Linked DNA regions of Lactuca sativa: region 1 is linked to region 2. The links are chromatin contacts, called in public Hi-C maps. All regions are on one chromosome and are shown on one strand. The core of a region is the stretch at or near the end of the contact, and the rest is flanking DNA. Distances in the headings are between cores, read along the strand shown. Region 1 holds the start of LOC111892549 (histone acetyltransferase type B catalytic subunit). Region 2 holds the start of LOC111892554.

Evidence for each region. A called contact is a pair of places that touch in the nucleus more often than the background predicts.
Region 1: a Hi-C map of seed shows a contact between it and region 2, with 5 times the contacts expected there. The contact joins the promoter of LOC111892549 here to the promoter of LOC111892554 in region 2. A contact is called at or near these places in 2 of 4 Hi-C or Micro-C datasets (leaf and seed).

What each region holds. Positions count from the first base shown.
Region 1 is chr5:303,046,415-303,049,114 of Lsat_Salinas_v11, forward strand. It overlaps LOC111892549 (histone acetyltransferase type B catalytic subunit), which reads left to right and starts at 1,293. Exons shown (of 10, transcript XM_023888601.2): 1 at 1,293-1,446; 2 at 1,530-1,571; 3 at 2,035-2,144; 4 at 2,291-2,359; 5 at 2,687-2,700. The coding sequence starts at 1,371. It overlaps TRNAP-UGG (transfer RNA proline (anticodon UGG)), which reads right to left and starts at 1,200; the gene lies at 1,129-1,200.
Region 2 is chr5:302,687,858-302,690,557 of Lsat_Salinas_v11, forward strand. It overlaps LOC111892554, which reads right to left and starts at 1,251. Exons shown (of 16, transcript XM_052771815.1): 1 at 1,063-1,251; 2 at 937-986; 3 at 148-208; 4 at 1-43. The coding sequence starts at 1,224.

The DNA of each region.
Region 1 (2,700 bases), core at 43-2,542, 360 kb after region 2:
TGGGTCTAAAATTTAAAAATCATATAATACTCGTTATTCTATAACCATCATACACACACAATCATGTCTACCTCTCAAGAAAAATGATGGTTGATGCCGCAAGAGAAGCGATTGCAACTATTAATAAAATTAAGAAGAATAAATCAAGAGCGAGATTAAAGGTATCGAAGAAGATAGGAAACGGTTGGATGACTTACAAGCTGATATTTGGTCTAATATGAGGTCGGTTCAAGACAAAGAACGCGACATAAAAACTACAAGGGTTTGGGTATGAGATGCCATAGAGTATGCCAACAAATAAGAGGTTAAAATGAAAAAAGTTCTAAAAAGCATACAAAAATATAAGGATTGGGTGCTTCAAGAAAAAACTAAATATCCAACTGATTTTCTGAATTTTTAAATTTAATCATTTTTTATTAATCAACTAGTAAGTTTATGTATTATTTATGAGTTTGTATATGTAATGTGCTTTATATATTTATTTGCTTGTTTGTTATGATTAATCTATGTAATATGTATTATTCTCTTGTTAGTTTGTGATGTAATAATGCTTAATGTTTAATAGTAGTTTACATCATATTAGGGGACATTTTATTAACATAAACTAAAATAGAACGTCACCATATTGAGACTGTCTTCACTGTTTTAAAAACCGGTTTAACTCGGTTTTGAAAACCCGTCTGATTCGATTTGATCTAGAAAATTGGCATAAAACAACTTGTTGTTTAACCACCCATCCTCAGTATCCGGTTCAAACCGATTTTTAAAACATTGGTTAAATAAGAGGTTGATGATGACCGACTTTGACCTGTTAAACCTTCAAAATGGTAGAAATGAACAAAAGCTTGCAAATAAATAAGGAAAAAATTAAAAACTAATAAGATAAAACGTGGTTATTTTATTTTCTTCCATCAATTACCTCTACCTACTTTATGTAAATAAGTTCAAAAATAGAAAACATGGTAAACCTTCAAAATGGTAGAAATGAACAAAAGCTTGCAAATAAATAAGGAAAAAAATTAAAAACTAATAAGATAAAACGAGGTTATTTTATTTTCTTCCATCAATTACCTCTACTTACTTTATGTAAATAAGTTCAAAAATAGAAAACATAGTAAACTCTGGAAAGGGGCGTTCCGAGAATCGAACTCGGGACCTCTCGCACCCAAAGCGAGAATCATACCACTAGACCAAACGCCCGACATATCGGTTTCCCTGATTTAACTTTTATATTTAATAAAAAAAGATCCAATTACTTCCCTCGTGGTCCTATATAAAGTCGCACACGCACAGTCGCCTACAGACATTTCTTCTATTTCCCGCGTTTGTAAACATTTCCCGCTTCTCGTCAAAACCCTAATTTGCGAAAAATGGGGACGAAGCACCACTCCTCCGATCCCGTGTCCGATCCCAAAAAGCGTAGAAAGGTCGGATTCTCCAAAGTCGGTGAGTTTTCAGGTTCTCTGTCATGCTGATTACTTCGATTCATCTCTGTTTTCACTGATTTCGTTCACTTTGTTTTCATGTAGATGAAGGGGTTGAACCTAACGATTGCATCAAAATCTACATGGGTATGCATCAAAAATCCTTAACAGCACTATAATTACTTAATTATGTTCATTTTTTTAGAACCGAGTTCCTGATTCGCCTGCTTGCTGAGCGACATCTTTCTGCCTCCGTATATTTGTTGCTTTTTTAGAGCGTGTCGTCTAGGGTTTCTTCGAAATGTACTCAAAATTGGTTAGCTTTTAGTACGCACAGACAGTTCCTCTAATTTTCATTTAGCAAATTAATATTGTTTTGAGCTGTAAAATTGTTCCTCTGATCTCATGGTTTTGTTTTATCACTATATGTTTTTATTTGGTAATGGATGGAAGAGTAAGATCATGTGTAAATTGAGAGCTACGTGTGGGCTAATGCAATACTTGTTTCTGTATAAGATTTAAACATGTTTTCATACCTTTCAACTCTGCATGATATCTTCGTAGCCCTAATGAAATCTTGTTATTTTGTCTCTGAATAAATGAATTTCAGTTTCTCGACAAGAGGAAGTGGGCTCACCAGAAAGCTTCCCTGTTGAACCTGTTGATCTAGGCCCCTTTTTTGAAGAAGATGGAAACATATACGGCTATCAAGGGTTGAAGGTGTTATCTTTAATCAACCTTAATCTTTGTATTGTAAAAAAACCTGTTGAACCTGTGAATCCATCTGTTGTAAAAAAACTGTACTTTTGTTTGTAAAAGTTTATCAGTCACCGTGTAATCTTTGTAAAGAACATTAAACAATGCAGATCACCATTTGGATTAGCAGCATATCATTTCAAGCATATGCAGATATTTCTTTCGAGAGCACCTCTGATGTAAGTTTATCTGCTGTATAATATAGTTTTTAAAAGGGCTAGATGCAAGAATAACAACATAGTTTCATATGTTTGTTTATCATAGCATTGTACTTTGAAAAATCTTTCTAAGTATAGCAATATTATCCATTTATAAAGCAGCTTTTATTGTTTTAATTGGGCATATGTTTCAATGTACAAATAAAAGTACAATACTATAAAAAACAGCTGAATGGATGTACATTCCTATTTCTTGCATTTAACCTTTTTTGAAATGTTAAATTGCATATTAACATGTAAGTCTGACTTTTTCTCTTTTGAATGGTTGATATTGTATTGCTCATAAAGGCTGGGAAAGGAAT
Region 2 (2,700 bases), core at 1-2,500:
GCAATCTTGGAGCAAAAAGGATTGAATTCCCTGTATTTACATCCTACACCAGCAAAACAAAAAGAATGAGTAGCAATAGAAAAAGATTACATAACTAATCACAAAATATATATATTAAAATATGACATGAAAACAGAAGGGACTCACAATAGCTCCATAAAAACCAGGTTCCCGCACTCCAAAGAGATATGCAAAATAACTTTCCTGTCTGGAAGGAAGTCGGATACCATCAGTAAATAACTCAAGTATACACATTGATATATAAATCATCTTAAAAAGCAATACAACACATCAATCTCTATGGCTTAACAGGACTACATGACTACAAGAGTAAAAAATAATCATGTTTCCTAATATTGCCAATGTAAATCACACTCATACTTTAGATTATTTGAGGATGTTAGAAGTGGGTAGTGGCAGTGTGTTGATGGTCTATGAGCCCTTAAGTTGTATTACAAGCCATTATGGATTAGTTATTGGCTTATTGCATAACTAAAGTCTATCAACTCCAATTTGTAAGTTGGCTTAAAATTGATAGGAACCAAGCATATTTTTTAAAGAAAATGGACAGAGCTTTATCAAAAAAGGACAACCTACCCACACTTAAAAGGTAACAGTCTACTTTCAAGAGGTAGGCCAACTCTCCCTGATGATGCTCACTCATTCAACTTCTCTTTTAATAATGAAATTAAGGTTACATTCCACAACCCTTTTTCTATAGCCTAACTTATAGAAATACCAAAATCCACGGATTGACAGGGAAACTTCTCCATCCACAATTCATTGCAGCGTACCACCTTCTAGTTCTTATATAGATAGCATACAGTTATACAACAAAGAAACAGAGATTGTTTCGTTTGGATTTCAAATCATATCATCTAATTTAAATATATTCAATTGCACGAATGAATTGTACAAGGTAATCGCCGGAAATACCTAAAAAGATCTTCATGATCGGTGCAGTAACGAGTTTGCTCCTCTCCTCCCTGACAAATAAAACCGATTATTAAAAAAAAAAAATCAACAAAATCAGTTTAGCCAAGCTCGATGTAATTATTTTACCTGAAGAAGTACGAATCCGTGTAAAGGACGAGAGGATGAATCTAGGTTTTCTCGGAGGTGTTTCAACAGTTTTTGTCTATTTTCATCGTGAAGCTTTTTCGGGACCTCGGGTGGAGGATACAGCAAAGACGAAGAAGAAGAATCCATAGCGATCGTCGCCATTGACGAGCGTCCTTAATCCACACTCTACTGAACTTATTATACTAATCGCTTACAGTACAACTGTTAATGCATTAGCTACAACATTGTCCTCGCTCGGCTCGACTAGAAGCCCAAACCATTGGCCCAAATCGAATGTTGTATAGGCTTATGGTCAAGGGGTTGTTTATTTCGACATAAATAAAATACAAAATTATATAGATATCGTAGAATAATTATAAAAAATTTAGGGTTATAGGTGTTATTGAAATGTGTAAAAAATACAGTAAAATCGATAAATGTATAAAGTTGTTGAAGGACTTCTTTGTAGACAATATTTTTTGTTTATTAGTTGAACGATCTTCTTCGTCACATATGAGTACCTTCAAATTACCGGTTTACCCTTCTGATGATCATTGTCCATACTAAATTAATGATTTATCATTCGGATAAAAAATGGAAGTATCATGCTAAAAGAATCATTTTAGTACATGTGTCATCTCAATATCTATTGTTGGATAATTTTTTCAACTTGATGCTTTTCTAGTTTCCTAAGTCGAATTACCTTTTTGCCTTTATATTTCCTTACATAAAGGTTTCCTAAATCTAATTTGCAATCAAATTAAAATATATCACATAAATTTACGAGTTTATTGATACCTTCAAAAGGTAAATTCGAATCTTCCTTCTTTATTTTATCCTAAATAAAATTTCACTTCTACCCCTAAACCTTAAAATCATACTTAACATTTAAAAAAAAATCATCCAACAATATCAATACCCTTTAGTTATGATTTGAATTTAAAGTTATAATTGTTGTAATTCAACCATCATATTATGATATTAATTTACATTCAAACATTAAAAAATATCTTTTTTTTTTTCTATTATACCCTTATCATCCATTTTACATTCGGTATTACCATATATTTATCTTAGCAGATTATATGAGTTCTACATCAAGATTGCAATTCCTATAATTCATCTAGCAATTTAATATATTATATACAATCAAAAACAGTAACCAGGTTGAGATAATCAAACAAACAGAAATAGTAGCAGCTCACGATTTGATCAATGTTTAAATTAAATTACTGATTTACCCTTCTATTGAACATTATACATACTAAATTAATGGTTTACCATTCAGATAAAAATGCAAGTATCATGCTAAATGAATACACAAAAAAATGATTACCATGAACAGGAAAATAGGTGTAACGTTTGGTTCCTAGTACGCATTTAAATTGCAATTCGTTCATTTTTGTAGAGCAACTCGACGAGTTGGGAGCCCCAAACTCATCGAGTAGAAACCAAAATTTGACGCGGATTTTAAGTAACCTACTCGACAAGTTGAGAGCCCTCAACTCGACGAGTAGGGCTGCCAGAATGAAACCCTAATTTTGGGGTTTTGCATCCTATTTAAGCATCCTAATCCTCACTTGTTGGCCTCATTTCCAGCCTCCATGTCCCAAACCCTAGATTTATAAACCCTAATCT